Linked DNA regions of Mus musculus: all the other regions are linked to region 2. The links are chromatin contacts, called in public HiChIP or PLAC-seq maps. All regions are on one chromosome and are shown on one strand. The core of a region is the stretch at or near the end of the contact, and the rest is flanking DNA. Distances in the headings are between cores, read along the strand shown.

Region 1 (2,700 bases), core at 157-2,656, 40 kb after region 2:
CAACACAATCCGGTTAAATAATGTGTGCTGATTTACCAAATGGAAGGTGATGCCATCCTAAAGGACTGTGGCACTAAAGTCTGTGGCTTTGGTTTTTTATGGTGGTGAGGAAAAAGCACGCTGCACCTCTGAGATGCCAGCCTTGATGATAGCGAGACCGAAACTGCCTTTTATTTCCTTTTTTATGTGAGGTTTTACGTCTAGAAGGTAGGCAAATAACAACTTATTTGAAGATTAAATATTTTAATCTGAATTCTTCATAACCATGATGAGGCCTGTGTCAGAGACCATGGGGACCGCTAGTTTCCTGAGAGGGCGATCAGTGCAGCTCCATAGCTGTGCTGTTTGCTCTCATCCAACTTGGTATTTACTGCCCAGCAGTGCATTCTGGGAGCTCTTGCGACTGTGTGCTGTAAGCAGGTGTGTAAGGACTGATTACCCATCATCAGGAAAAGCAAGGAAGGACCACTAATCTAGGCATCTTCCTACTGTTCGTGAGCCCGTTTCCTGGTTGGTGTTATGCTCCTGAACACTAAGCTTAGCCTGGTTTAAAGTCTTGTCAGCGCTACCTGGATGTGGTCTGACCCTGCTGAGTCCCCTGTCTCCCTATTGGCTTTGCTGTTGTTACACAGGAGCTATCGAAGAACCTGGAGCTGAGCACGAACAGTTTCCAGCGGCAGCTGCTCGCTGAAAGGAAAAGAGCATTCGAGGCTTACGATGAAAATAAAGTTCTTCAAAAGGAGCTGCAGCGGCTCCATCACAAGCTCAAGGTAACCACGCTCTTTTCGACGGCGGCATGATTTCTCACGCCATCTAAACCACATGAAAACCTCGTACTTAAAATAATGGTCACCCTTCATACTTGCTACTGTATAATCTACCAAATTCTATTACCTGTCACTTAGAAGCAAAGCATTGTTAATATAGTTGCTATAACGAAGTAAAATACTGTATATGCCAACAGGAGCAATGTAAGTGAAATGAATAGCAGAGTTCCAGAAGAGGATCATGGGAAGGAGCATGCGCAGCACACTCTTGAATGATCTAGCATTCTTCTGCACGGGACCGGGGCAGGGCTTGCTTTTAAAGTTCCTTTTGTTTAAAGGCGACACAGTTCACATTAGTTAATTGTGTTAAACACGATTGCATTTTACAGAGGTCATTGATGGACTGAAATTTTGCTCAGAATTCTGCAGAAATATGCATTATCTTATATAGTTTTCTCTTGGAGCACCAAGTTCTCAGAAAAAGGCATCATTCCCATATTGTGAAGGAGCTCTTGGGTTCAAAAGTCTGATCCAACTTTTAAGTCATTAGTAACTCAAAATCCATGCGTGAGAGAGGCTCTGCCCTTGTCTCTGTGGCTGAGCCTGGATGACAGCTAGGCATTAGTCACTCTGTGGGTGAGGAAGTAGAACTTGTGGTATTTGCATCCTCTTCCTTCTCCCTTCTCCCTCTTTTCCCCTTGCCTCCTGCCTCCTTCCCCAAACCCCGCCCCTGCTACCCCCTCCATTTGCGCCTTCAGTTCCTCCTCCCAGGAGATCTTTCTTTCTCCAGTTAGATAGTTACAGTGGAGGACTGACCTAGAGGTAGTTCAGTCTGATGGAGAAGACACCCGTCAACACAATGAGGATATTTAATTTCAAACTGCTCACCTTCCTTCCCTGTATTGGGTTTGTTTTCAGGAAAAGGAGAAAGAATTGGATATAAAAAACATCTATGCTAATCGCCTGCCCAAATCCTCTCCAAAGAAAGAGAAAGAAATCGAAAGGAAACATGGTATGGAAGGATTATTGCTGCAACTGAAGCTGTTACTAACTAATGGGTTCTAAAGTGAAGGGGGGAGGGAAGGAGTGTCCTTGGAATATATTTGATCTTTTGTTATGGATCAGATTTTCTTGGAATCACATTGCTTTCAACTTTTGTTTTTGTTAAAGAGGGGACCAGGACTGGGGAGATGGCATGGGGGGTTAAGAGGGCTGCTCTTGCAGAGCACTCTTAGATGCCTCACAGTGACCTGAAACTCCAGCTCCAGGGGGTCTAACACCCTCTTCTGGGCTCTTTGAGCACCCAGACAGACCTGGCACACAAACACATAGACAACCTGTATACCTAAATTAAAAAAAAATTAGAATGTGTAAAATTAAAAAGATAGAGTTTATGCAGTCTTTGAAAAACTTGAATACGCCAATGCCCAGCTTTTATGTTATCCTTAAATAAGCTGAGTTTTAGTAAAAGGTTAAAAACCTTCTTATTTATGAAGCACCTACCTCTCACAGTTGCACTCTCTACTGCAACCATTTCACTCCCCCTTTCTACTTCCTAGTGTATTTTGGAACAAATCCCAAATAGCATTCACTTCACTTTGCTTCATAGTTTGTATTATTGTGCACTTGTCCTGTTTTAAAACAAAAGTATAAATCTCCTGTAAATTACAGAATTTTTTAAAGTATCAACTTTGCGAAAGATTATTAGCATCTGTGTATGTATAATTGCCCTCAAATCATAATTGCTAGCTTTCACGAACAAAATGTGTGCTCCCGTTGGGATGAGTGTTGCCGATTGAATGTACAGCCACGGTATTAGAAAGCTTGTCTATGGTTTTCTTGGTAGTATCCTGCCAGAGTGACTTTACAGACCAGTGTACAAAAGGAGTACAGACCGCTGAAGACTTTGAGCTGGAGGACTTTCCTTTCACAG
Region 2 (2,700 bases), core at 86-2,585:
GCCCAACTGTGATTAGGATTCATCCCCAAACACAATCTTTACAAACGGCAGTTAAATATTTAATGCAGTTAAATAGTTTCAATTAGTAAAAATATTAAAATGTGGTTTGGTAGCTTCAGTTCTTTTTTCCTGGAAAGCTGTAACCTGTGTAGTACACAGTGAAGTGAAATGGTATAATCAGAAAACTGAAGTCCTAATAAAAATGGCAGATCAAAGTCATGCCATGTAGAAAGGTGAAGTTATCATCACACTTGGGACAAATCTTTAAAACATCAATTTGGTAAAACTGGCTTTGAGGAACTATAAATTATTTTGGTTATTTTTTTTCAAGGTCAAATAAAGTAATTGTTATCTCTGATAGAGTAACACTGTGTGGTGTAATAAGGACACTGAAAATGTTATACACAATTAGGTATTTTGTTTGGGAGATTTCTAAAATTTTAGATACTTTTTTGACTTGCCAGTAATGCTATTACCCTGTTAGAGAAATGCTCTAAAGATGCTAGATTTGGAAGTTAATAGCCATGTGGTTCTATCCTGATCTCACCGCTTACTACCCCCTGAATCTATTTTCTGGAGTATAAATGACAGCAGGCTTCAATCGGGAACTGAACAGTCTTATTAAACGGTCTGGATGAGAAGCTCAGAGAGCGTCAGAGCCCCCGTGGAAAAGATTTTCTTTATAGCTTCTTTACCTACTGCAATTAATACTGCTTAGTGTGCACTGTCAAGTTTAAAAGAAAAATTAGCCATCTAGCTGCCCTTAGCCCACTGTCATGCACTTCAGAATATTTCCTTTAAAAACAATTCTTTGAAAACATAACGAGAACAAACGTGTTCTCATTATCCTTTAGCCCCAGATTTCCTTCAGAACTTAAAAATCATGCGCAAGCCATATTCAAGATGTGTTATCTCAAGAAAGTCCAGAACCCAGGCAGCAGTATCATGAAAATATCAAGTCCACACCCTCCTACACATCAATTTCAGCGGAACCAGAAAAGTACATTGATTTCTTTATAACGAAATCCAAAATATTCAGAAAAAAATAGGGCCGGTTTCCAAGGGTTTTGTCCACAGACCCTTTCTGGAGCCGGCGTCCCTCTATGAGAAGGGTTGGCATTCTTTCGGTCTGTCCTGGGTGCTGGGCTCCGTGCAACTGTCCTCGCGGGTCGCGGTTCCCCGCCTCACCGGCCCACCAATGGTTGATGCCTCTCTCCTCGCCATCCCGCCTTCCGATGCCACAATAACCAATAGAAATGAACGTATGGAGTCCAGTAACCAATGGGAACTGGGGGAGGCGGAGGCCGGTCCTCCCGCGGTGCAAGCTGGGCTTCTGCTCCGTTGCCCAGGAGCCGAAGCCGCCGAGCCGCCGCCCGCAGCCGTGGTCCCTACAGTGAGTGAGTTCAAACTCCCCGCAACCGCAGTCTGCAGCGTCCGGGTACTCTAGGTCTCGGACCGTAGCTGTCGGTCGGACTCGGGGATCGGCCGATGATCCAGGCAGGAGCAGGAGGTGCCAGCTTGGAGGGTGAGGGGCGGGCCTCGGATGAGAGAGGAGGTCTGCGGCCGGGGGGGGGGGGGGGGGGGGATGGACGTGATGGGGCGGGGCGAGGCGGGGCTGATCGGCGGATGCTTTGGAGAGAAGGAAGAGAAAGTTGAGAGACTGGGATTTGTTAGCCCCCTAAAGCAGAAGGAAAGCATGTGCAGACGGATCCAAAGAAGAACGAAGTTACCAGAAAGAAACCCCTGGAGACTGGTGTAGATCGGGATGGGAAAGGAGGGCGCGCGGAGCCTTTCAGAGACTCTGGAACAGTCTAGGATATTATTGTTAACACTGTCGTTAAAGGGGAGAGACACTTTGGTCCAGGCTGTGGATTATTTTTATACATCATTGAGGGATGGAATGGAACGAATGAAAGTAGTTAGCAAAACCTACCTGTTGGCAGAACTGAGTTGGGGTGGATGCACATGCCTTTTGTTTCGCGCTAGCTGAATAAGGGAACAGTGTTTCCCTGTGTGACCAGTTCACCTGAATGTAAATTCTTAGTCACTTCATGGGCTTGATACGTAATGGTATCTTTTGGTTGGTAACAAGTTGCTAGGGGCTGTATTTTTCCTCCAGAGAAGTGCAGTGAATGGTAGACACATTGTGAGGATTAATTTTACGGAGGTATTTGTACCTATATTTGGGTAAGTGGGGTGGGGGCGGGGTGTGGAGGAAGGTTTTATGAAAGTAAATTTTCTTTTAGGATTGATTAATTGTGTGTGTGTGTGTGTGTGTGTGTGTGTGCGCGTGTTTCCTGTCCTGGACCAGCTCCTGCCTGCACATCTCAATCCCGAAGTTTGAGGGTCTTAACTCTTGGCCCAAGCAGAGTAGGCTTGACCACATACACATGGATGCTCAACCGTGCGTTCAGGATTAGATAGATGTCTTTGGGATCAACAGTCATAACTTAGGGCTTGAGAGCTGATTCAACCGTTAAGAGTACTAACTACTCTCCCACAGGCCCTAGGTTTGATTCCCAGCAGCCACATGGCAGCCCACAACTGTCTGTAACTCCAGTTCCAGGGAATCCTACGCTGTCTTCTGGCCCTTCTAGGTACCAGGAACTGTATCCATGGCACACAGACAGGCGTTCAACAAAACACTCACATAACTAACTTACTAACTAAACAAGCACACAAATAATCAAATATAAGTAA
Region 3 (2,700 bases), core at 170-2,669, 41 kb before region 2:
AGGCATGCAAAATAAGTAATTCTTCTCATTTATAATTTATGACAGGGATTGTCATAGCTCCAACTGTTCTGAGTTACACTAGCCCTTCTGTTTTCTAACATGTACGGACACGGGGTTCTTCCCCTTTGGAGGACGCAGCCTTCACTGGGCAGCTGAGTTTCCCAACACCTTGATCTAGTCAAGTGCTCTCCAGCCTCCAGAATTGTAAGAGCAAATACATTTTATGCTCTTTATGAATTACCCAGCCTGGAGTATTTTGTCATAGGGGTATAAAACAAAGATAAGAAGAAAGCTAGTATACACAAATGAGTTTGGAACATTAGAAGAACACAGACATTGTAAGCTTGAAATGTTAACATAGCTGAGATGCCAGCTAAGTTTTCAAAGCAAAAGCTGTAGTAGAGATCTCAGCCAGGTAGTTTAAATAAGACTGTGTCTGGGTGGGGTGTTTTTCGGTGTAACCAAAAAGTCCTGTCTGGGTTCTGTTAAATTCAAGATGTTTATCAAGTGGATTCAGTTGTATTCCAAGCCTCAGCTGTTTGATACCAACAGTAGTCAAGATACATTCCTCTGGTATTTTTGTGTTCTAGTAGTAGAATCTAAGATGCTCTCAGAAGGAAGGTGGTTCTAAGAGGTGTATTAAATGTGGGGTCCAGGAGGAAGGCAGACTGCTTCCAGCCTCATCCCACCCTTTCCTTTTCATCTTTCTCGCTTCACAGCTAACCTTAGTGTGCCACTTGCCTCATTTAGTACTGACTACAGGAATGTGGGAAAAATAGTCAAGGTGTGAGAAATCTGTATCCAGGAAGAGTTGTAATGAGGCAAGCACCAACGAAGCCCAGGGGAACAGCCGCAGCAGCCTTGGCCAGGGGTTCTCTGTGCTCCCCTCAAGTTTAGAGGACAGACTCAGACTTCTCATGTTTTGCACAGTGCCAGTGAATCTCACTCAGCCGGAGACAATGCTTTACCAAAGATACTTGTAAGTGTGGACTGGCCTTTCTCCTCTTGAGCATTGGTGGAGCCCAGTAGGCACTCCGTGTGATGGTACCTGGTGTTAAGCGACAGCACTGTCTGTAGCCATGCCACACAAAATGTGATAATTCTTCCCAAACCACTAGTAAACAGTGCTTTCATTAACAACCTGTGCAATTTAAGTTCTGAGTTTTTCATACTCCTTCTACAGTGTACAAGGGGTCTGGACTTAGGCAACAGTTGAAGGGGAAAAGTGCTTGCTGTGCAAGCCTGTGGTCCTGAGATCATAGCCCCAGAATTCACATAAAAACCAGACACAGTGCCAGAACTCTGTAACCTCAGTGCAGAGAACAGTGTGAGAGGGGCAGGCCTCAGAGTGTGAGAGGGGGGCAGGCCTCAGAGTGTGAGAGGGGCAGGCCTCAGAGTGTGGGAGGGGCAGGCCTCAGAGTGTGGGAGGGGCAGGCCTCAGAGTGTGGGAGGGGCAGGCCTCAGAGTGTGAGAGGGACAGGCCTCAGAGTGTGAGAGGGGCAGGCCTCAGAGTGTGAGAGGGGCAGGCCTCAAAAGGCCTCAAAGGGCTTTTCAGCCAACAGCAAGTCCCAGGTTCAGTGAGACATGCTGTCTCAGAAAACATATGGTGAGGAGCCCTAAGGGAAGATACTTGAGGTTGATCTGTATGTACATGCATTTAAAAAATACATATCTGATAAATGACAAATCACCAACTATTCACTCCATTTCCTGAGAATCAATGTTCTAATAAAAGATCACAGACATAGTAAAAGACAGAATTTCCAAATCCAAAACAGTACAAACCAATTTAAAATGTTCAAAGCCTAAAAATTGAATAAAATACAGCAACCTTTTATATTATTAACATTTCTCCTGCCAAGCATAAAGGTCACTGAGAGGCCTAATTGCTGTAAAAACTTGTGTTTTTATAAGAGCTAGGGAATTTTCTTTTCTATGGCCCAAGAGAATGGAGACTCATGTAGAAATTCAGAGAATTAAGTACATGGCATCCATTAACTGCCTTCTCCTGTGCAGAGGAAAATAACACAAACCATTCCAGAAGCAGAGGTTGCTTTCCTTCATGCAGACAGGAAAACAGAAACAAAACCCGATTGTCTTAACTGAATGCAATCTTCCTTTCCTGAGGAGGTTCAATATCATTTTCTCCTATTGCAAAAAAAAAAAACAAAAAAACATTCATTTCTTCTTTTGCCAGGGAAATGCCCTTTCATCAATCTAAGTGGAAATTTATGTTCTAATAATTTCCAGAATTAAAAGAGAGAAAAAACCTATTTTATTCAGAACAATATAGGAGGAAGCCAAGCAAGGAGTAGCTGTAGTTCCAGGACAGCTGGGGGGGGGGGAGGGAGGATGAGACAGCCCTTGGATAAGAGGTGGGTCCCACCTCTGCCCTGTTGTCGTCAGAAAAGAGGAACACAGATTCTAATTCAGCAGTTCTCAACTCTTTTGGGGGGTCAAACAATCCTTTTCAAGAGTTGCCTATCAAATGTTTACATTATAATTCATAACACTAGTAACAATGACAATTATGAAGTAGCAATGAAAATAATTTTATGGTTGGGGATCACCACAACAAGAGGAACTTGGGTATATGTCTTAGAGTGGTGTGGTGTGGCCTGTGTCTTACTTAAGGTTTCTATTGCTGTGAAGATGCACCATGACATTAATTGGGGCCGGCATGCAGTTTAGAGGTTTAGT

Evidence for each region. HiChIP or PLAC-seq counts read pairs in DNA pulled down with a chosen protein or histone mark.
Region 1: a contact with region 2 is called in an H3K4me3 HiChIP or PLAC-seq map of bone marrow-derived macrophages, with 2.7 times the contacts expected there. The contact joins the enhancer-like site here to the promoter of Lca5 in region 2. A contact is called at or near these places in 5 of 39 promoter capture datasets (3T3-L1-derived adipocytes, epiblast stem cells, liver and 2 more), 3 of 484 Hi-C or Micro-C datasets (the C10 cell line, Th1 cells and bone marrow-derived macrophages), 5 of 115 datasets of contacts at active chromatin or transcription factors (bone marrow-derived macrophages, embryonic stem cells and neural progenitor cells) and 2 of 9 other capture datasets (adipose tissue and liver).
Region 3: an H3K27ac HiChIP or PLAC-seq map of stem cell-derived epiblast-like cells shows a contact between it and region 2, with 2.3 times the contacts expected there. The contact joins the enhancer-like site here to the promoter of Lca5 in region 2. A contact is called at or near these places in 5 of 484 Hi-C or Micro-C datasets (cerebral cortex, forebrain, liver and 1 more), 7 of 115 datasets of contacts at active chromatin or transcription factors (CD8 T cells, double positive thymocytes, embryonic fibroblasts and 2 more) and 1 of 9 other capture datasets (adipose tissue).

Annotation. Positions count from the first base shown.
Region 1 is chr9:83,399,682-83,402,381 of GRCm38.p6, reverse strand. It overlaps Lca5 (Leber congenital amaurosis 5 (human)), which reads left to right. Exons shown (of 8, transcript NM_027448.2): 4 at 633-770; 5 at 1,686-1,779; 6 at 2,614-2,700. Among named protein-coding and RNA genes, the nearest start is that of Gm2087, 31 kb to the left of the region's middle. Within about 2 kb of position 1,406, at least 17 of the 459 cell types and tissues checked have an H3K27ac peak or open chromatin away from gene starts, as enhancers often do. A contact at or near this core is called in bone marrow-derived macrophages, where this site is marked.
Region 2 is chr9:83,439,734-83,442,433 of GRCm38.p6, reverse strand. Lca5 (Leber congenital amaurosis 5 (human)) reads left to right here and starts at 1,335. Exons shown (of 8, transcript NM_027448.2): 1 at 1,335-1,525. All of the region lies in intron 1 of Gm2087 (predicted gene 2087), which reads right to left.
Region 3 is chr9:83,481,095-83,483,794 of GRCm38.p6, reverse strand. No RefSeq gene overlaps it. Among named protein-coding and RNA genes, the nearest start is that of Lca5, 41 kb to the right of the region's middle. Within about 2 kb of position 1,419, at least 70 of the 459 cell types and tissues checked have an H3K27ac peak or open chromatin away from gene starts, as enhancers often do. A contact at or near this core is called in stem cell-derived epiblast-like cells, where this site is marked.